6 separate regions of the Mus musculus genome follow, and all the other regions are linked to region 1. Evidence: chromatin contacts called from public Hi-C and promoter capture Hi-C data. All regions are on one chromosome and are shown on one strand. Each heading gives the region's core, a stretch centred on a gene start, on an enhancer-like site or on the middle of the called end of the contact. The rest is flanking DNA. Distances are from core to core; before and after follow the strand shown. Region 1 holds the start of Abcg3 (ATP binding cassette subfamily G member 3). Region 2 holds the start of Gbp6 (guanylate binding protein 6). Region 3 holds the start of Zfp33b (zinc finger protein 33B). Region 4 has its middle 48 kb from the start of Gm26519. Region 5 holds the start of Thoc2l (THO complex subunit 2-like). Region 6 holds the start of Gbp10 (guanylate-binding protein 10).

Evidence for each region. Promoter capture Hi-C pulls out the DNA fragments that hold promoters and counts their contacts. A called contact is a pair of places that touch in the nucleus more often than the background predicts. Capture Hi-C pulls out chosen DNA fragments and counts their contacts.
Region 2: a contact with region 1 is called in a promoter capture Hi-C map of liver, with 26 times the contacts expected there. The contact joins the promoter of Gbp6 here to the promoter of Abcg3 in region 1. A contact is called at or near these places in 24 of 39 promoter capture datasets (the 3T3-L1 cell line, 3T3-L1-derived adipocytes, the C10 cell line and 14 more), 1 of 15 datasets of contacts at CTCF or cohesin (pro-B cells), 7 of 115 datasets of contacts at active chromatin or transcription factors (CD8 T cells, effector CD8 T cells, embryonic stem cells and 4 more) and 3 of 9 other capture datasets (adipose tissue, liver and macrophages).
Region 3: a contact with region 1 is called in a Hi-C map of B cells, with 4 times the contacts expected there. The contact joins the promoter of Zfp33b here to the promoter of Abcg3 in region 1. A contact is called at or near these places in 7 of 39 promoter capture datasets (the C10 cell line, cranial neural crest, embryonic stem cells and 3 more), 1 of 15 datasets of contacts at CTCF or cohesin (large pre-B cells), 2 of 484 Hi-C or Micro-C datasets (B cells and CD4 T cells), 1 of 115 datasets of contacts at active chromatin or transcription factors (large pre-B cells) and 2 of 9 other capture datasets (adipose tissue and macrophages).
Region 4: a promoter capture Hi-C map of liver shows a contact between it and region 1. The contact joins the enhancer-like site here to the promoter of Abcg3 in region 1. A contact is called at or near these places in 7 of 39 promoter capture datasets (the C10 cell line, embryonic stem cells, liver and 2 more), 3 of 115 datasets of contacts at active chromatin or transcription factors (bone marrow-derived macrophages, large pre-B cells and memory CD8 T cells) and 3 of 9 other capture datasets (liver, macrophages and pancreatic islet).
Region 5: a contact with region 1 is called in a promoter capture Hi-C map of pre-B cells, with 7 times the contacts expected there. The contact joins the promoter of Thoc2l here to the promoter of Abcg3 in region 1. A contact is called at or near these places in 15 of 39 promoter capture datasets (the 3T3-L1 cell line, 3T3-L1-derived adipocytes, the C10 cell line and 10 more), 1 of 484 Hi-C or Micro-C datasets (pre-B cells), 6 of 115 datasets of contacts at active chromatin or transcription factors (the SCID.adh cell line, bone marrow-derived macrophages, embryonic stem cells and 2 more) and 1 of 9 other capture datasets (adipose tissue).
Region 6: a contact with region 1 is called in a promoter capture Hi-C map of liver. The contact joins the promoter of Gbp10 here to the promoter of Abcg3 in region 1. A contact is called at or near these places in 2 of 115 datasets of contacts at active chromatin or transcription factors (the 230-238 cell line and memory CD8 T cells) and 2 of 9 other capture datasets (adipose tissue and liver).

What each region holds. Positions count from the first base shown.
Region 1 is chr5:104,981,391-104,984,796 of GRCm38.p6, reverse strand. Abcg3 (ATP binding cassette subfamily G member 3) reads left to right here and starts at 2,080. Exons shown (of 16, transcript NM_030239.2): 1 at 2,080-2,248.
Region 2 is chr5:105,292,116-105,295,367 of GRCm38.p6, reverse strand. It overlaps Gbp6 (guanylate binding protein 6), which reads left to right and starts at 1,669. Exons shown (of 11, transcript NM_194336.2): 1 at 1,669-1,742.
Region 3 is chr5:104,569,918-104,573,235 of GRCm38.p6, reverse strand. It overlaps Zfp33b (zinc finger protein 33B), which reads right to left and starts at 1,564. Exons shown (of 3, transcript NM_001346671.1): 1 at 1,465-1,564. The coding sequence starts at 1,494.
Region 4 is chr5:105,351,871-105,355,552 of GRCm38.p6, reverse strand. No RefSeq gene overlaps it. Among named protein-coding and RNA genes, the nearest start is that of Gm26519, 48 kb to the left of the region's middle. Within about 2 kb of position 1,277, at least 31 of the 459 cell types and tissues checked have an H3K27ac peak or open chromatin away from gene starts, as enhancers often do. A contact at or near this core is called in liver and memory CD8 T cells, where this site is marked.
Region 5 is chr5:104,506,353-104,509,653 of GRCm38.p6, reverse strand. Thoc2l (THO complex subunit 2-like) reads right to left here and starts at 1,304. Exons shown (of 8, transcript NM_001166581.2): 1 at 1,083-1,304.
Region 6 is chr5:105,237,731-105,240,914 of GRCm38.p6, reverse strand. It overlaps Gbp10 (guanylate-binding protein 10), which reads left to right and starts at 1,382. Exons shown (of 11, transcript NM_001039646.2): 1 at 1,382-1,443.

The DNA of each region.
Region 1 (3,406 bases), core at 831-3,330:
TGCTGGGACTTGAACTCAGGGGCATCTGGAAGAACAGCCAGTGTTCTTAACCTCTGAGGCATCTCTCCAGCCCCACAAGAACTTCTTTAATTATATCAGAGTTCAAGGGGTTTAAAGAGGATGCAAAGAAACAGCTCAGTGAATCAAGGAGAAAGAGTCTATGTGCCCGAGTGATGCCTGAGAGAACACACACCAGGCTGAAGGAAATGATGAAGACAGGCCCGGTCTTGAGGATGGAACTCCATGAGGAGACAGAAACACTGAGGAGGACTCAAGCTGAGATGGAGAGGGAGAGTCCAGTAACTCAGCTAGAACCCACAGGAAACCTTGACGCATGGAAAATCTCGACTCAGCTGGGCATGGTGGCACAGGCCTTTAATCCCAGCACTCAGGATGCAGAGGCAGGCGGATTTCTGAGTTCGAGGCCAGTCTGGTCTACAAAGTGAGTTCCAGGACAGCCAGGGCTATACAGAGAAACCCTGTCTCGAAAAGCAAAAACAAAAACAAAAAGGAAAGAAAAAAGAAAATCAGAACTCAAAGTTAAAGCAGAGATCTAGAGCAAATAATCAAGGAATATGGAGAAGAAAATAACACGGGAAAGGAACACCCAGGAAATGTGGGACAACATAGACAAAATGAGCCTTTCGATTACAGGCCCAGGTAAGGGAGAAGAAGCCCAAGTCAGAGGAATAGAACAGACTAACAGGATCATAGGCAAAAGCTTCCCTAAGACTAAGAGAAGGCACAAGAAGCACACAGAACACCAAATAGACAAGACCAGAAAAGACATGTTCCAGCATGTGTACACACCTACATCACACACGTACACCACACAGATCCTTAGTACCTCACCGTCACAACCGGCAAACTTCCATTTAGTAGTTATTCCCAGAAAGCGAGAGGATTCACTTAATGATACTGTCTTCCTACCAAACCAGAAAATGTAGGCTTGTAATTGAGTCTCAAAGCTCTCAGCCATGGCTGGAGAGATGGCTCCATGGTATAGAGCACTTGCTGTTCTTTCCTGAGGATCTGGGACATGGGCGGTCACAGCCATTCGTAACTCTAGTTCCCGGGGATCTAGAGATCTCTCTGGCCTCCGCAGGCACCGGGTGTGGAAGTCATACACAGACTTACAAGAGAGATTTTAGTCAGGTTTGAGGTACAACCATCTCCTTCATTTCAGGACAGGTGGCCACATCTAGAAGCTAAAACTGTAGAACCGGGCGGGGTAGGGTGGGGCTGGGAGTCGGGCGCCGACTTAATGTCCCTTCTTAATCCATGCTTGAATGTTAAAAACGTCTTGAGTACTGAAATTTTACTTGGATGACTTCAACATTGGCTTAAGGTTCGTCCAATGCTATACACGCACACGCACACGCACACACACACACAGAGCAGTCTGACCCAAGTAAACAGTCCATACTTAATCACTGTGCCCTCTTCTTGCTCTTTTTCAGATAGAGTTCGATGTTTAGGCCTGGCACACAAACTCCCAACCTCCTGTCCCAGCCTCTCGATTATAGGGATTACAATCGTAAACACTGAATTATTTCTTAATTGGTCTCTTCAGTTATAAAAAGAAGCTATAAATCAAATTATATTAAAAGCATGGGCACTTAACAAAACATATCCTTTGTCGTCCTGACCCATTGTTTGTCCTGTTCTGTGATAAGCATATATTCATCTCCTGTTTATTTTATCCCATTTGTTAAACAAAACAAAACAAAATTCAAAAACAAAAAACAAAAAAAATTCAAAACACACCACAGAAACTGTTACTTTCGCTTTGTCTTTTCCTGGATGCTGGCTTCTCAGAGTCCAATGTGAGCCTGAATTAGGGCAAAAAGTTTGCCCAGGTTTCCGGATCTGGCTGAACCCCTAGGTGAGCCCTCACCCCAAGACGCCACTCCAACCACGCCCCACAGAGACTCCCCCCTTCCCGCCCCTGCACCAGGACTCGCCCCTGCCCCTTTCCCCATGGCTTGGCCCCGCACCTGTCCCAAAGGGGGCCCCAGCCCCAGGGCTCCCCTGATTGCATCTTCCCCATGTCGCGCCCCACCCTCCCTTCCGCCCCACTGCCTGCTACTTCCTCTGCTCTCTTCGGGTTCCCTGCTCCTGACCACGACCACAGAGGCTCCAAGAGCTCTGCAGAGCAGAAGCCAGAGCCTCTTGCACCTTCCAAAGACCCGAGCTGCAAATCTTCCTGTGCAAGTAGCAACCTGAGCCCCTGCATTATCTCACAGTGGTGAGTGTGGGTGAGCAGGATGCAGAAGAGTGCAAGAGAGGGCTGGGAAACCCACTGCAGCTTCATTTGCAACTGTGAAATGCAAAGCAACTTGGTTCATAGAGGGTCTCTGTTTGGGTGGGTTAGCAGTGTACAACTTTTGATTGCCAAATGTATGAAGGCAAACACAGTTGGTGTTGGGCAGGTAAAAGTTTTACTGGTAGCAGAGATACCAGAAGTGCATGAGATATTTGTTAACACCGTTACTTTAAGGGAGCTGGGCAGTTTATAATTTTTTCTTTATCCCATGATATGAAATTTGTCAGGCAATCTCTAATTCGATATACAGATATTTACCAACTTCTTGCGACTCTTCCTCAGATAGTTCAGAAAAGGTTTCAACAGACAGAAAAGTTAAAGACCAGAATTATTAGACTGCAAACCTTTTAGTGGATTGTGTATCTATAATCTGTTTTATTTTCTTCCCTAATACTAGAAGTGTGGTCACTCCTTAGGGTGTTAACATGTGCCTCGCCAACTTAGTGTGTTCTCTTGCATCAATGTGCACTAAGACACAAACACATGCAGAACGTATTTTTGCATGTACCGTGGTTGAGCATCCGTGTAGCATTTGAGAAGAGAAGAAATATCATAAGCAGAAATAAAATGCAAACTAGAATGGAGGGCTTCCAGAAGCCATGGACATGGAGAGATCAGAAGGGGCCCAGTGCACTGAGGGACCCTCCAAGGTGAAAGTTGCATTTTTAGATGATTGATTTGTTTTTGTTTTGTTTTGTTTGTTTGTTACATGTATGCAGGTGCTCTGCTTGCATGTCTGGAGCCCACAGAGGCCTGTGAGGGCCCTGAAGCCTCTGGATCTGGCGTTGTAGGTGTTGTAAGTCCCTCCCTGCATTATGCAGGCGCTCAGAATAGGAAGAGTATGTGCTCTTAATTGCCGAGCCATATCTCTGGCCCCTTAAGTTGCTTTCCTGTGACCATAACAAGAAGGGGTTGCTCAGCCCCACAGCTCAAGAACAATAAGGGAAGCGCATTGCTTTTCAGAGAGGCTTTTGCCAGTTTGCCTTTGAGGGAACGTTCTTGCATGTGTTAATTTGGGATGTAGAAGAGACTCAAAGGAAGACTATGCTACGAACCATCCCATGATGCCAGCAGCAGCAC
Region 2 (3,252 bases), core at 420-2,919, 310 kb before region 1:
TGAGGAAGGGGCGTTCTCCTCATTTATATGGAAAATGATGTAACACAGGTGAGTCAAGTGGATGTTGGGAATATGGTGCCTGTTGTCTTGGCAACCAGTCAGAAGGTAGCAGGTCATGCTGTCGCCTATGTGATGTCACAGGTTTGGGATGTCCTGATGCCAACACCGCCTCTAAGGGGTACTCCCTTGTTTAATCCTTCCTGTGAAATCACAATGGATCACTCTACAGCTCCCCCCTGCTTTGTGTTTCATCCTTTACAAATGGTGTTCAATCTCCCATCAGGGACAAAGTTCAGACCCCAGTCTGCCTCCCTAAGGGCTCAGAAATTAAAGCTTTCATTTTTCAGCTTCCATCTCTGAAGTTTTCTTAGCTTCTATATTGAACACAACTCCTACTTACTATTCTTTAATTGCTTCTTTTAAAATCAGGTTTTAAAATTGACTGTTGTGTTTTATGAAAAGAAAAAGAAGTCAGGTATATGTTTGGTGGCTGTCTGGTGTCTTAGTTAGGGTTTTACTGCTGTGAACAGACACCATGACCAAGGCAAGTCTTATAAAAAAACAACATTTAATTGGGGCTGGGTTACAGGTTCAGAGGTTCAGTCCATTATCATCAAGGTGGGAGCATGGCAGCATCCAGGCAGGCGTGGCACAGGCAGAGATGAGAGTTCTATGTCTTCATCCAAAGGCTGCTAGTGGAAGACTGACTTCCAGGCAACTAGAGTGAGGATCTTAAGCCCACAACCACAGTGACACACCTATTCCAACCAGGTCACACCTATTCCAACAAGGCCACATCTCCAAATGGTGCCACCCTCTGGTCCAAGAATATACAAACGTCATACCTGGTATGTTGAGGTGAAAAGGGGTACCTCTGAGGGCCAGTGTTGAAGCATTACCTTCTTCCTGAGGTACCAGCCACACAATTGTATAGTATAGAATACAGTTTATTTAAGACATGGAGAGGGGAGTTGAGGGGTTAGTAGAGACAAAGAAAGAGGGATAGAGAGGGGAGGAAGGAGGAGGAGGGACAGAGAAGAAAGAGGGTAAAAAAGGAAGAGAGGACAATTGAGCAAGAGAGGGGGGTATGTGAGGGTACAAGCAGCCCCTTTTATAGTGAGTCATGCCCACCTGGCTGTTGCCAGGTAATTGTGGGGCAGCCCAGAAGAAATGGCAACAGGGATGGTTCCTGCTTTAGAAAACACATGTTTAAAACATTAAACATGTTTGATCAGAAAGCACTGGGAATTTCCCCTGAGAGAAGCACACTTGCAATACTCCCGGATTTTGTAATTTCCACTGATGGCTGCCTGGGTTTTACTGTGCTTTATCTGTGCCAAGAAGGCTGGAGGAAACTGGAAATGGGTTCCAAGGAAAGAGAAGGTAAACAGATTCCACAGTGGAGGCCTGCTGTCCCTTGGCTGCAACAGAGTATCACACTGGCTTTTCGGGATAGACAGGAACCTCTGACCTCCCTTTCCAGTCTTGGCCAAGTTAACATGGCCTATTTTATTTTACTTTCAGTTTTGTTTCTGCTGCAGCATGTGATTTCTTTTAACTCCTTCTCTCTCTCTCTCTCTCTCTCTCTCTCTCTCTCTCTCTCTCTCTCTCTCTCTGTGTGTGTGTGTGTGGTCAGCTTACATAAAAGAGGAGCAAAGAGAGCAGGAGGGAGGAGAGCAGAAGGGAGCCTGAGGAGGCAGCAGCAGCTGAGAACTGCACTTGGACCTGTGCTGTGGGACCAGGTATATTTACTTTTCCTTTCTTTAAGGAGCAACTTAGTCTGGACCTCAGCTTGATTTCCAAGTCAAAGGGGCAACTGAGGGAGGGGGAAGGGAGGCAGATTATGAGCTCTCTGGTCTGCAGGGGGCTGTGGCTGGCTTTAGGTCTAGGAGGTCAGTTTCTTTCCTCTGATAAAGGACAGATACAAAGTGGCAGCCTGACACTGCTGGCTGCCCTGCTCTGTTAGACAAACTATGGGAAGAGCCCTGGTCCTGCCTCAGCTGGGACCACAACAGCTCCTGCCCTGGTTCACAGGCAACTGTAGGCAGAGGAAAGTCTCTGTGGAGGAACCGTGTGAGGAAAACTCAGCACAAGAGCTTGGCAAACATCTATCTGGAAATAACTTAGTTCCTACCTCACTGACTTTGAATTAAGTGTAAGAAGATAATCCAGTTCTATATTGATGTTTATGTTGTATGTGAGATGTAGAGATTACGTAGTGCTATGTGCATTTTGTTTGGGCTGCTAGTCTTATTTCATACATGGAACTAAGCTGCAGAGAGCCTGGTTTCTGGAGTTAAGTGACGTCACCTGTATCTAACTTCTGGAGATTCTGCACATTCTCCTTCCTTGGCATAATGTCCTCATGCTCATCTGGGACTGAGGGCAGGGCAGGGGAGGCAGGTTATGTGTTGTCTGACCTGTAGGAGTCTGTGTCTAGCCTAAGTCTATTAAGGTCTACAAAGTTGTGTACAGTAGTTAATTTTATTCCCTTCTTTGGCTGAATAATATTCTATTGTGCACATTGTCAGACTGTGTTAATGTATGCATCTGTTGGTGATCTGTTGGTGGGAGTCTGGGCTGTCTCCACAATGTGGGTATTGTGAACACAGCTGCCATGATCACTACAGCTCAAAGGTCCATCCAAGTCCTTCTTTGCTATTTTGTTTGTGTTGTAATCAAAGAAGAGCTGTTAGATCAGACATAAGTATTGATTTTCTCAAAAGCGAGGACTGTTTCCCATGAGGTAATATTCTGTATTCTTAGCCACAGAGTACAGACACCTGAGTTGTCTAAATTCTGGGTTACATGGATTTGTTTTTGCTTTGTGTGGTAGCTGTCCTTGTGTGTATGGTTTGATTGGCACTTCCTCAATATTTGTCAAAGACATGTTATAAGAAACAATGGGTCTATAGAATTGTTGTGCAACAAAAACAAGTAGTTCTTAAAAATAACAGCATTCATGCTTAAACTGTAAACATCAGCAAAACTAAGTAAACAATTTCAAATAAATATGTATGTTAACCCAAAGCAAGCTTCAGCCTCAGTAAGCTCTAAGAAGCCAAATCACACATGATCATGTGACTCTAGACTCTTACACCATGTCCCTCAGCATGGCAAAACAGAAATAGTGTAACGGAAAGTTTCTTCATTTTGCATCCATGTTTCCCTAATAAAACCTGATTGCCATTCTGTCCTGGGAACAGAGACACTTCACCTTTCACTCTGGTACATCCCAATTTGGACATTACA
Region 3 (3,318 bases), core at 315-2,814, 410 kb after region 1:
ATGTGAACTTGAACAATGTTACCTATGAGCACATGTGTATTGAAACTTAAAAAACAAAACTAAACTAAACTAAAAAACCCCACAAACTCCCACAAAAATAACTCAAAGTGGCTTTAACTGTTATATTTCTCACCGTCAATCTACTACTCATCATTCAAACAGTGAGGCCCCATGCTCTACAGATCTCTCTGGGTGGAGAAGATCAGAATGGTGGCTATGGCTCTGCAGTCTCTCATGCCTCTTTGGGAAATCCATGACCTCTGAAACCCACAAAGAAAACAACTTGGAAGAGCAATTTAGTGTCTGCTTCCTACCAAGCACCATGAACACATGAAAAACCTCTGAAACTCAAATCTACTTTTGAACCCTGGACTTAATTTACATGAAACATGCATTGTGGCTGGTGGTAATAAAACAAGGGACAAATGCTAACAATAGTGACTTTCAAGAAAAACAAGCAATTTCCTGCTAAGGAAATGCCATCAATAAGATGATGTATGATCTTGTCCTTATGTGTAATATTAGCTGCTGATCTATAACCTGACACACACACAGCTTCTCAGCTGACATAATTACATCAACAAAGTTTGATCCCACAGAACATCCCCAACTTGTATACCCACCAATCTATACAATTTCTATAAACATGCATGAATTAATAAATGCTGAGGAATTTAAAACAATCACTCACTTTGCCCCATCAGGTCCTCCTTCCCAATGGTGACTCCTGCAGATGACTCCTTAAACTTTAGTCTGTGAGCTAGCTCTGGTCTACACTGTTTCACCCTACTGTGTACACAGTAAACCATTCCTCCTGTTCTAGTCTGAAGGCAGAATACATGTTCCACAGGAATGCACTTTTCCTTTCACTGCAAAGGACAGTTAATCACAGGACTTAAATGAGTAATTTTAAAAACGCTCTTGTACATACATTTAACATTCGAACTTAGAAAGTCTAATAAAAAGGAAAGCAGGGTCATTGCCCTGGGGAGCATGAGACTGGGATGCACGTGACAACATAGCTTGTCTCAGAAACATTTTTCTAAAAGACTAATGGGGCAGCTGTACAAAAATTAACATTGCATCTATTTCTTGTTTCTTTAAAAACAGAGGCATATTGAAAGAACGTGCTCTCAGTCACCCAACAGATGGATGCCTTTTACAACTAGACAAAATTAACTCCAAATGAATCACAACAAAAAATGATAGAGGAGAAGAGCTTGTAGACTCTACTAGAGGAACCAAGCCTGCCTGCCACTGGCATCCTATCAAGGATGTTTCTATACACAAGACCCTGTTCCAAATGCTTTGTGCAGATTCAGCCCAGAGAGGGAAGTTATTCAGATGCCACCGCTGGGTCCAGGAATGGCTTACACTAACAGGGACCTCACACGCGGCTGCATCAAGCTGCTGGTTCCCGCCCAGCCCCGAGCAGGACCCACCACAGCGGCTCCCGCTCCTCACCTTTGTGGAGAGTGAGGATGTGCTGGCCATGCTGTATCTTCAGAGCTTCCTGAGCTTCCCTCAGTACTCGGCAGTTGAGGTGAAAAAACAACACACAAAATCACGTAAACTCTCGCAGAACCTGCAATGTGATTTCCGGAAGAACCCTCCTCCTTTTCTGACTGGCAGGCGCGTATGGAGACTCTGATTGGACAGTGAATCTGTCAGTCCATTTATTCACTTCCGTTGGGCACAGCCTGTTTGGGCTCCGTACCGGGGAATAAATATCTAGACTATTTTTTCTTTTCTGCAGCCTGGCTGGTGCTGGGCTTCAGGGGAAGCCAAGAGTCTGCTCAGGGATGGGAAATGCAGTCTTTGATGAGGCCGAGGCTAGAGCTGGTTAGGGAGTTCCTGGTCTGTGACGTGTCCCAGTTCTGGGGTGGAGGGTGGGGGGAGGTTCTGACTCTTGAACATCCAGGCATAGCTGAGAGTCCCAGAAGAGCCACGAACTGAATCAGGGCCCTTGGGGGCACATATCTGTGTGATATGATTTTAAATTATGTAGCCATATTGTGTTTACAATATTTTAGCTTCGTGAAGAGTAAATTTTAAAGCCTGTTTACAACCTCAAATCTATTCTTTTTGAGTCTCAGTTGACAATAAATATATTTCACGGCCGCTGTTAATTTCTTGCTGCCTTCCCATGGTGAAGCTCTGTATTATATGAGGATGACATGAAGCTTTTCTGTTCCATGAATGACAGTGCTTTAAGATCCTTGTCCTAGCTGCCTAGACGCCAGTCTTCTCCTGGCAGTCTTTGTAACAAGATGTAGAACTCCCAGCTCCTCTGGCCCCATGCCAGCCTAGGCTCTGCCATGCACCTTGAACTTCTGAATTGTAATCGAGCCCCAATTAAACGTCGTCCTTTTAAGAGTTGTCTTTGTCATGGTAACTGTTCACAGCAGTAAAGCCATAATTAAAACAGGAAGAGATAATTGAAAGTAGAAAACAAACAAACTACTAAAGTCCATTTCAAAAGACATATCCAAAGACACTACCATTGTTTCCTGTCCCCTGGACAACTCCCTGCTGACCTTACCTGCCATTGTGGGTTGGACATGACGTGACAGAGAGTCAAAGACACAGACTTCTGGAGTAGACAAGAAAGACAGTGCAAGGTCTCTAAACACTGCTGCAAGCTTCTTTAATTCCCTTCACCCATGCTCACTGGTACCAAGAAAGCATCTGTGGGTATGAATATAAATGCTCAGAAGATACTGTGGAATCACAACTCTTTAAATAATTTTAGAAAATTCTTACGACTGTACATGTCAGTCGCAGGTTTATTTGCTGAATTTACATGACAAAACAAAATACAAATTAAAGAAATAGAAAAAAAGAAGATGGTTTCTGTTTCTTGTCAGGATAATTTAAACTAAGTAGAAATTTAAATATGAAAAAACACAATGAATCCTTTTCTGAAGAGGTAGCAATTGTACATAATTAATTGCTAAGAGGATAATCATTATACAAGCTAAAGACAGGTGATTCTCTCACAAACCCCATGATGAGACATGGAGCCCCAAGATGACAGATGGAAACCCTGGGTCTCCAAGAAATCTTCACCAGCACATCTGTAAGACAACACACTCAAAGGTAATGTCAAAGTTAATTCAGGATATTTACTGTTGCTTCCATTTACAAACACATAGTTAAAACATATCATTAAACATTTCTTTTTATTTAATTGATACTAGTCCTAATATGCTTACAATTTTGTTATACATTATGACAATCCATCAATCATATTGAATCTGGTACTTTAGTTAATTTAAAAAGCAATCCAATTGTGGATAGCTGCAACATCTACTCAAA
Region 4 (3,682 bases), core at 28-2,527, 370 kb before region 1:
TTGGTCACATCTCTGTACATTTTCCTTGTAGGAATCAGTAGTAGATAAGGAGGTGATTTGTACAGAAGAATGAAGAGACATCTGTGATCACCAAGGGAGAGCTGGTCAACTTCAGCGGCTCTCAGAGAGAATTCAGCCCCTAAGGTTTCAGTGTCTGAAGGTCGTGAGGGAGAAGACTGAGCATGACTATTGAAGGGTGCTCAAGAGAGGAGTGAAGGTAAAGAGCTGGGAGCATGGGGGAGGAGTGAGGGTGAGGAGCAGGGAGCACAGGAGAGGAGTGAGGGTGAGGAGCAGGGAGCACGGAAGCTATGAGGTGAGCATGAGGAGGTGTCTGATGGTGTTGACACACTACAGCTCCTGAAAAACCTGAGAAAACAAAGCACCTTACCCTCTTTTCAGCCTTGAGAACCAAACTCAGGGACCTGAATGATGACCTATTATACCACCCAAGATCATGTATGTGCATGTGTGTACATGTATGTGCCTGTGTGAGTGTGTATGTCTGTGCACTGTATTGTGTGTGCATGTATGTGTGTGTGTGCATGTGTTTGTGTGTGTGTGTGTGTGCATGTCTGTGCACTGTACTGTGTGTGCATGTATTGTATATGTGCATGTGTGTTTGTGTGTACTTGTGCATGTCTGTGCACTGTAATATATGTGCATATGTGTGCACATGTGTGTGCATGTTCATGCTCATGTGTGCAGCAGGCCTGTATACATTCGGTTGAAGTATAGAAAGACTTTAAGAGTGCCAAGCATATACTTGCTATGAAATTGTGAGTCTGCTAGCAAACACAGAAGCTCACAGTCAGCTATTGGATGGATCACAGGGTCCCCAATGGAAGAACTAGAGAAAGTACCCAAGGAGCTAAAGGGATCTGCAACCCTATAGGTGGAACAACATTATGAACTAATCAGTACCTCGGAGCTCTTGACTCTAGCTGCATATGTATCAAAAGATGGCCTAGTTGGCCATCACTGGAAAGAGAAGCCCATTGGACTTGCAAACTTTATATGCCCCAGTACAGGGGAATGCCAGGGCCAAAAAATGGGAGTGGGTGGGTAGGGGAGTGTGGGGGAGGGTTTGGGGGACTTTTGGGATAGCATTGGAAATGTAAATGAGGAAAATACCTAATAAAAATATTAAAAGAAAAAAAAAGAAATTGTGAGTCTGGGGGTTTGACTTTTGAGGATTCACCCTCTAAACTGAATGCTCTTCCAGCTTAGCAGAGTTGCCGGGCAGCCAGAGAGACAACCCTGACAAAGCTCAGCCCCTGAAAGGCATTTCCTGGAACATGATTCTGATGCAAACTGAAAGCAACTGAGCTGTTGTGTAAATGAGGCATTTCTAGGAACTCAGTTGCATTTTGTGTCAGCAAAATAGGAAAGTGATTTTTTTAAAGGCTCCAACAAGATATCCAACTACAAAATTAAAGTACAAAGGTTATTAAACTACTTACTCTGGTGAGATTTTTCTTCTTTTTAAAAAGTCTCTGTGTCTTTCTCTTTCTCTGTTCTGTCTCTCAGTTTCTTTCTTGCTGACTCTGTCTCTATGTGTGTGTGCATGCTGTGTGCACACACGTTTGTATGAATGCGTGCATGTTCATGTGTGTCTCACTGTGATGGAGGTCCTTGCTCTCCATGCTGTGTGAGGCAGAGCACCTCTTTTGTTTCTCAGTATTCTTCTGCCGCTGTCACGTGCCTTGCCACACTAGCACTGAGGTTGCATATGCACACTGCAGCCTCACATGGCCTCACATGGGGATCTAATCTCAGGTCCTCAGGCTTGAATGGCCAGGGATCTACAAACTAAGCCATGTGTCCACACCCCAGATACTTCTGCAGAGTGCTTGTAGACACTGCATTTTACACTGTCATACCTATGTGTCACATCTAGAAAGGCTTCCTGGCATGGGTGATGGTTTTGGTTGAAAACTTCACTGAAGTCTCAGAACTGTCATTGTGACTCTTCAGTGTCTGCTGTTTCCCTGCCCTCCACAGTTAAAGCCTCCCACAGGGCTTCCAAAGTCAGTGTGGCTGTGTGATTTTCAGCTGTCTGTGTTCGTGCACAGTCTTCCTGTCATCTCTCAGAGAATAGCTACTGAGAAAATATAGTAAAAAGGCAAAAGGAGAAGTTTATTATTTTAAGATCCAATGTAAATTCTTGATGAAAATGTTTGTAACAAAAGATTTATAAAATCTCTCAACATACCTTCAGAGCAGGGCAGGGGCATGAAAAAGAATATGAAAAAAAATGAAAAAAAAAAGAATATGAACACCAGAAGAGACCTGAACAATGAAAGAGTGATGCCTTAGTCCCATTAGAGAATGTTTTCATGGTCAACAAGAGTGGGAAAATAAGGTAAAGGAGAGGGTGCAGCCAAGCATAAGGGGTTGAGAGCCTGTGGGTTCCCTCACTTGTGACAGTCAGAGTCTTTAGAATAAATGGCATTCCAGATCTTCAGTGAGATCCCCACACTTGTCTTTGAGTTTTGGGGTCTCCTATTTGGAAGTGAGGTTCCCACAAAGTAATGAACTCAGTTCTGTGTCAGCTGACGCCATTGTTCCTAAGCCTAGGGCCACACTCCTGAGCACAGCATCTTGTCTGCTGCAGCAGGCTTCAGATCTGGACCCAGCAGCTTCTATGTCAGCCTTTGAGCTCACTCAGGCACCACAGGAAAATGGAGGAGCCTTCGATTTGCCTTTGCTTTTGGTGGGCATGTACTTAGAGACTGCATGTTCAAGTTAGAACCAACTTGGACTCAGTAGATGAGAGAGTCCTTGGGAAACAAGTGTGTTAGTGGATCTCTGAGAGCAACATCCCAGGAGGGGGAGGGCAAGCCCATCACAGGGATGCTAACTCTGCTTGGAATTGGCTGTATACAGGGGGTGAAATTGCCTGTTGTGGGAAAAAGTGCTTTGCTAGTCTCCTTGTGTTCTCACAGAATCCTTGGAAACAAAATAGAATAAAAAAAGAAAAAAAAATAAGTAAACTATAAGAAAAGAAAACACTCCCCGACACCATACAAACAAAACCAAACAAAAAACAAAGCAACTTGAGGTAAAATGTCTACACAAATACCAATGATCTCCTTTTGTGTTAGCCATCATATGCTGGGCATGGGTTCTACCTGTAAGTGTGGTTTATTACCCACTGTCTCCTTTGGAGAAAACAGATGTTTCCTTTGCAAGCAGATGTCAGTTGGAGATACCTTCTTGGTTAGGCATAGAGACTGTGTTCAGGACCCATCTCAGCACTGGGATCCCCTCTGACTTATACCTGTGCAGGTCCTGTGCATGCGTCAACTGTCTCTGAGTTTATATGTGTGTCAGTCTTGTGTCTGAAAGACATTTGTTTCCTGTTGTTTTCCATCACCTCTGGATCTCACAATCGTTTGCCTCCTCTTCCATGTAGTTCCCAGAATTCTGAGGAGAGCGTTTTGATGAAGATGTCCCAGTTAAGACTGAGAGTTCCAAAGTCTCTCCCTGCCTGCACATTGACCAGTTGTAGGTCTCTGTGTTGATTTTCATCTACTGCAAGATGTTGTAGGTCTCTATGTTGACTTCTATCTACTGCAAGAGGAACCATCAATGATTTGGACTGAATGAGGTCAAAGTTACCCCATGGAACTTTACTTCATGGACAAAGTAGTATGTCAGAAAGAGTCACTTTATTGCTGTG
Region 5 (3,301 bases), core at 55-2,554, 470 kb after region 1:
ACCTTCCTAATGCTGCAACACTTTGATACAGTTAGTTCCTCATGCTGTAGTGACCCAACCATAACATTATTTTTGTTGCAACTTCATAACCTACTGTTATGAACTGTAATGTGAACACGGTTTCCAATGGCCTTAGGCGACCCATGCTACTTACACCATCTTTTGGAACTACAAAGCTTGCTGGTATCAAAATAACTGTTAAGTATAAAGAAGCTAGCATCCCCATTTTGGCTTGAAATGAAGCGAGAGTATTTATATGAGTGTTTAAGATTAAGACGTCTTCTGCAAAGCATTCAAAAGAATAACTTCTGCCAAATATTTGGGCATATCATGAATACATGCCTTCAAATTTGTATAAAGTATACTGCAGTGTTTTCAGTACTCTATAAACAATCAACGTTCTTGTCCATGCACCTTGGCTGAGTTTCTTGAACTGGGGCTTCCCAGTTCAAGTTAACAATAATGCCCAGTGTCAATTTAAGCTGATAATATTCTGATTTTGGTTGTAAATATGATCCTGAAAATCTCCTACGGGAGGTAAATTTCTGAGGGCAAATGTAGCAGGCAAACCTAGGGACGGCAAAACACACTCCTAAAATCCTGGCACCCCGTCCTTTCTCTTAATTTAATCGCAACCACCTTCCCCGTATCCAGCATTTCCACAGCTTCAGAATATTGCAAAAAACTACTTATTAGAACCGGGTGAGGAATACTGAAGTAATTCCCGGTAGTGCTGTCAACTCTTCACTCCTTTCGCTCCAGTTCCTGAGTTTACTGCACCTGGCACACAGTTTAACTCTTCGGAGCTCGCGGTCCAGAAACCACCTACTGCCTGCGGGCCAGGTAGGCGTTCTATGTGCCCAGAGACGCTCACGGGAGCCACCAAATGCCGGGGCTGAGGAAGCGCCCGGTGACACCAGATCTCATTTAAGGTCTGTTCGCTTCAAGAACGCCCCGGAAAGACTCGGGGGTCTGTGGCTTTCCCCTGCGTGTGTTAGCACAGCCCGGTCCGCCAAGCCGCCGCCGAGCTGGACAGAGGCCGCAGCCCGCCCGCTCGCCTGGGGGCCGCCATGCCGACTCACCGCTCGCTCGCGCTCCGCCCGCGCCGCCCGCCGCGACCGCGCCGGCTCGCGCCTCCCCGCTCCAGCCGCCGCGAACCGCCTCTACGCCGCGGCTCGGGAAGGGCTTCACCGCTCCGCGCCCTCCTGACCCAGCTCGATAGGGACACCAACGACACACCGCCGACTCCACAGAGCGGTGGGAAACCGGTCGGGATCTCCTCGGCGTTCGGCTGACGTCACTGCGGAGGGACGGCGGCGGTGCAGCGAGTCCTCTGCGCACGCGCGGCCGCACTTCGGTTGCTGGCGGGGGGCGGGGGGCGGGGGGCGGGGGGCGGGGTGGGGACTGAGGTCGTTGGTCATCACTGCGCCTTTGTTAGAAAATGCCTTGCTGAGGTGACTGTGTGCACTGGCGGTTTCATTTGAATGTGAATGCTAAATACAAACAATTCTGAGAGCTTTCCGAAAATGATGTGGTTCAACTGGTGGAAAATCTGGTAGTGTACTATGGAAAAAGTCTGTTTATCTCCCAAAGTATGTTGCATCTCAAGAGAAGTCAAGGCATGAGTTAGGGAAGGACTAAAATACTTGTTCACTGTAGACAGCTGCCAAAATTTGTTCCCAACCAAGCCCTTAAAGCTATTTATAAAACTTTTTATCAGAAGGATGTATGTATGCATTATACAGAAACTTGGAAATATTTTATAGTTATTGCACATTGTACTGGGAGAACTGGGACATTGCTACTTGTGGGTGTCTGTCATGCTCTCTATCCAGTATGAAAAGAAGCTTTGATGAGGGGTGAAAGTTAAACTTCTTTATTTTTAGATTAAAATTCTTTTTAATTTAAAAAGGCATCAGGTTTTAAATACATTAAGAATTGAACTCATATTTTGACCCCATCTCCGAAAATTGTCATTTCTGTTGTTATCTGGTTATTATGTCGTGTATGTATAAAATCAATAAATTGTTCAGGAGTATATATCTGACCATTATGTTACAAAGCAACAGAAATACATAAAATCAAATGAGATGTGCAAATATGCATATATGTATCTCAAACACATGACTTAATAAGGTTTTTTTGATTCAATAGTAAGCTGTAGACAGATAGAGATGCACATTAAAAAAAATTTTTACCATGATCAGGATCCACTACATTGCCTTGCATATAACAGTAGATACTGTATAAGTGGCTTGGTCACTTTCCAAGCAATTATTTCTATTTAGATGTCTTTGCCCAATATGAAAATAATGAATGTGGGTGGGAGATTGTTCATTTTTCTTTCCCCAGCAACTATTTAATGCCTGCATCTTGGCAAGAGCTGCACTTACCTGCAAACATCATGATGTCATTTTCCTTTATCCTGTGGTGTATCTGTGCCACATTTGCATTGCCCGTCCATCACTCGAAGGGCATTTAGGTGGTTCCCCCTCGCTAGCTATGGTGAACAGAGCAGCAATGGACACTGCTAAGCAAGCATCTGTAGGAGGATGTCCTTTGGGCATATGCAGAGGAGTGGATCTGAGTCATGGTAGATTTACTTTTAGCTTTTTGAGCAATATTGAGCATGCATGGTTTCTTATATATGGTCCCCAACTGGTAGAACTATTTGGGAAGGATTAGGAGTTGTTACCTTATTGGATAAGATATGTCACTGGGGTGATCTCTGAGGTGTCAAAAGCACACACCACTACCAGTTAGCTCTCTGCATCATGTTTATTATCTAGATGTAAGCTCTGGGCTACTGCCTCACCGCCATGTTTACCTGCTTGATGTCATACACCTCACCATGATGGTTGTGGGTTTGAAAGACTCCGTGAGGAGCCCCTCGCTCAGGCGTCGGGACAATAGCGGACACCCAAGAACTCATGAGAGACCAGGCTTGATGTAAACCACATGAGGCTTTATTCGGGGAAAGCCAGAGCTCTGGGGACGACTCATATCCCACGCAGGGGTAGAGGATTCGACCACGAGGGGAAAGGCCAGTTTTTATAGGCCCTCAGGGGGGAAAGGAGAAGGGAGGAGTAGGGGGTTTCCAGAACTAAACAATGTCTATTCTCAAGAAATGGGTATGGGAGGGGTACAAGGAAAGAGTCTGGTGCAGGTGTAGCAACTCAGGATTGGCCCGGCTGTGGTTGCTGGGAAGATTTTCCGACTCTTTCTCAGCAACCAATATCACAAACACCTGGCAGTGAGGTGCAGCAGTGGGCACACACCTGGGTTCAAGGAACGGTCAAAA
Region 6 (3,184 bases), core at 133-2,632, 260 kb before region 1:
CAAGGTCGTGTCAGAAGGAGAAAAGGGGGAGAGAGAGTGAGGAAGGGCCGTTCTCCCTCATTTATATGGAAAATGATTTAACACAGGTAAAGGTGGGAGTTAGCCAAGTGGATGCTGGGAATATGGTGCCTGTTGTCTTGGCAAATAGTCTGCAGGTTGCAGGTCTTGCTGTCATCTATGTGATGTCATAGTTTTGGGATGTTCTGATGCCAATACAGTCTCCAAGGGACCTCCCTTGTTTAATCCTTCAGGTGAAAACACAATGGCTAACTTGCAGCTCCCCTTGCACTTTGTGTTTCATGCTTTACAAATGGTGTTCAATCTCCCATCTGGAACAAAGTTCAGATCCCAAACTGGCTGCCTCCCTAAGGGCTCAGAAAATAAAGCTTTCATTTTTAAGGTCCCATCTCTGAAGTGAGTTTTCTTAGCTTCTATCTTGAACACAATTCCTACTTACTATTCTTAAATTACTTCTTTGAAAAAACAGTTTTTAGATTGACTGCTGTGTTTTTTGAATAAAAAAAAAGAAGTCAGGGACATGTGTGGTAGAGGCGTGGTATGGTGAAGTGGAAGGGGGTGCCTCAGAGGGCCAGTGCTGAAGCATCCCTTCCTCCTCCTGAGGTACCAGCCACACAGTTGTATAGTATAGAATAGAGTGTATTTAAGATCTGGAGAGGGGAGTTGAGGGGGTTGTAGATACAGAGAAAGAGGGACAGAGAGTGGGGGAGGAAGGAGAAGGAGGGAATGAGAAGAAAGAGGGTAAGAAAGTAAGAGAGGACTATTAGAGAGAAAGAGTGGAGGGGGGGGATGGACAAGCAGTCCCTTTTATTGTAAGTCAGACCCACCTGGCTGTTGCCAGGTAACTGTGGGGCAGCCCAGAAGAAATGGCAACAGTGATGGTTCCTGTTTTAGAAAACACATGGTTCAAACATTAAAGCTCTTTGATCAGGAAGCACCAGGGATTTCCCCTGAGAGAAGCACACTTGCAATCCTCCCAGATTGTGTCATTTCCACTGATGGGGACCTGGGTTTACTGTGCTTTATCTGTGCCAAGAAGGCTGGAGGAAACTGGAGATGGGTTCAAAGGAAAGAGAAAGTAAACACTGTCCACAGTGGAGGCCTGCTGTCTTTTGGCTGCAACAGAGTATCACACTGACTTTTCTGACAGCCAGGAACCTCTGACCTCCCTCTCAACCCCCCAGCCTTGGCTAAGTTACCATTGGCCTTATTCTACTTTATTTTCAGTTTTGTTTCTGCTGCAGCATGTGATTTCTTTCCACTGTGTGTGTGTGTGTGTGTGTGTGTGTGTGTGTGTGTGTGTGTGTGTGTGTGTGTGCTCACATAAAAGAGGAGCAAAGAGAGCAGGAGGGAGGAGAGCAGAGGTGATTCCTAGGAGAGAGAAGCAGCTGAAAACTGCACTTGGACCTGTACTGTGGGGACCAGGTATATTTTAGGAGCAACTTAGTCTGGATCTCAGGTTGATTTCCAATTCAAAGTGGCACCTGGGGGAAGGGGAAGGGAGGTAGGTTCTGTGCTCTCTGGTCTACAGGGGGCTGAGGCTGGCTTTAGGTCTAGGAGGTCAGTTTCTTTCCTCTGATAAAGGACAGATACAAAGTTGTAGCCTGACACTGCTGGCTGCCCTGCTCTGTTGGTGAAGCTGTGGGAAGTGCCCTGGTCCTGCCTCAGCTGGGACCACAGCAACAGCTCCTTCCCTGGTTCACAGGCAGCTGTAGGCAGAGGAAAGTCTTTCTGTGGAGGAACCGTGTGAGGAAGATTCAGCACAAGAGCTTGGCAAACCTCTATCTGGAAATAACTTAGTTCCTACCTCACTGACTTCGTATTAAGTGTAAGAAGATAGTCCAGTTCTCTCTTGATGTTTATGTTGTATGTGAGATGTAGAGATCACGTAGTGCTATGTGCATTTTGTTTGGGCTGCTAGTATTATCTCATACATGGAACTAAGTTGCAGAGAGCCTGGTTTCTGGAGTTAAGTGACATCACCTGTATCTAACTTCTTAGGATTCTGCACATTCTCCTTCCTTGGCATAATGTCCTCATGCTCATCTGGGACTGAGGGCAGGGCAGGGGAGGTAGGTTATGTGTTGTCTGGTCTGCAGGGATTCATGGATAGCCTCAAGTCTATGAAGTTCTATAAAGAAGTGTGCAGTAGAATTGTATTCCTTTTTCTTGCTGAATAATATTCTAATTTGCATGCTATCAGACTGTGTTAATGTATGCATCTGTTGGTGATCTGTTGGTGGGAGACTGGGCTGTGTCCACATTGTGGGTATTGTAAATACAGCTACCATGATCAATACAGCTCAAAGGTTCATCCAAGTCCTTGTTTTCTAGTTTGTTTGTGTTGTAATCAAAGGAGAGCTTTTAGGTCAAACATAACTATATATTTTCTCAGAAGCCAGGACTGTTTCCTGTGAGGTAATATTTTGTGTTCTTAGCTGCGGAGTATAGACATATGAGATGTTTAAATTCCAGGTTACATGTATTTGTTTTTGCCTTGTGTGGTAGCTGTCCTTGTGTGTATGAAGTGATGCCTTGTGGTTTGATTGGCACTTCCCAACTGTTTTTCAAAGCCACGTTATAATGAACACTGGGTCTGAAGAATTATTGAGCAACAAAACCAAGTAGCTCTTAAAATAACTTCATTTATGCTTAAACTGCAAACATCAGCAAGACTAAGCAAACAATTTCAAATAAATATGTATGTTAACCCAAAGCAAGCCTCATCCTCAGTGAGCTCTAAGAAGCCAAATCACACATGATCATGTGACTCTAGACTCTTACACCATGTCCCTCAGCATGGCAAAACAGAAATAGTGTAACGAAAAGTTTCTTCATTTTGCATCCATGTTTCCCTAATAAAACCTGATTGCCATTCTGTCCTGGGAACAGAGACATTTCACCTTTCACTCTGGTACATCCCAATTTGGACATTACATCTTTTTCAAGTAAGTTTATTTAAAAATTTTATAGTTTTCTCATACAAGGTGATTTGTAATATTGAGTACTATCTTGTGTGCTCATGGACATTTGTAAGCCTTCTCTGCAGAAATTTCAACCCAGTGCTTTTCTCAGTTTAGAACTGAGGTGTCTGTGATGAATTGTAGAGCCACTTTGTTTCAGATAGTAACCCTTTATCACACATGTGATTTACTACAGGTCTTCG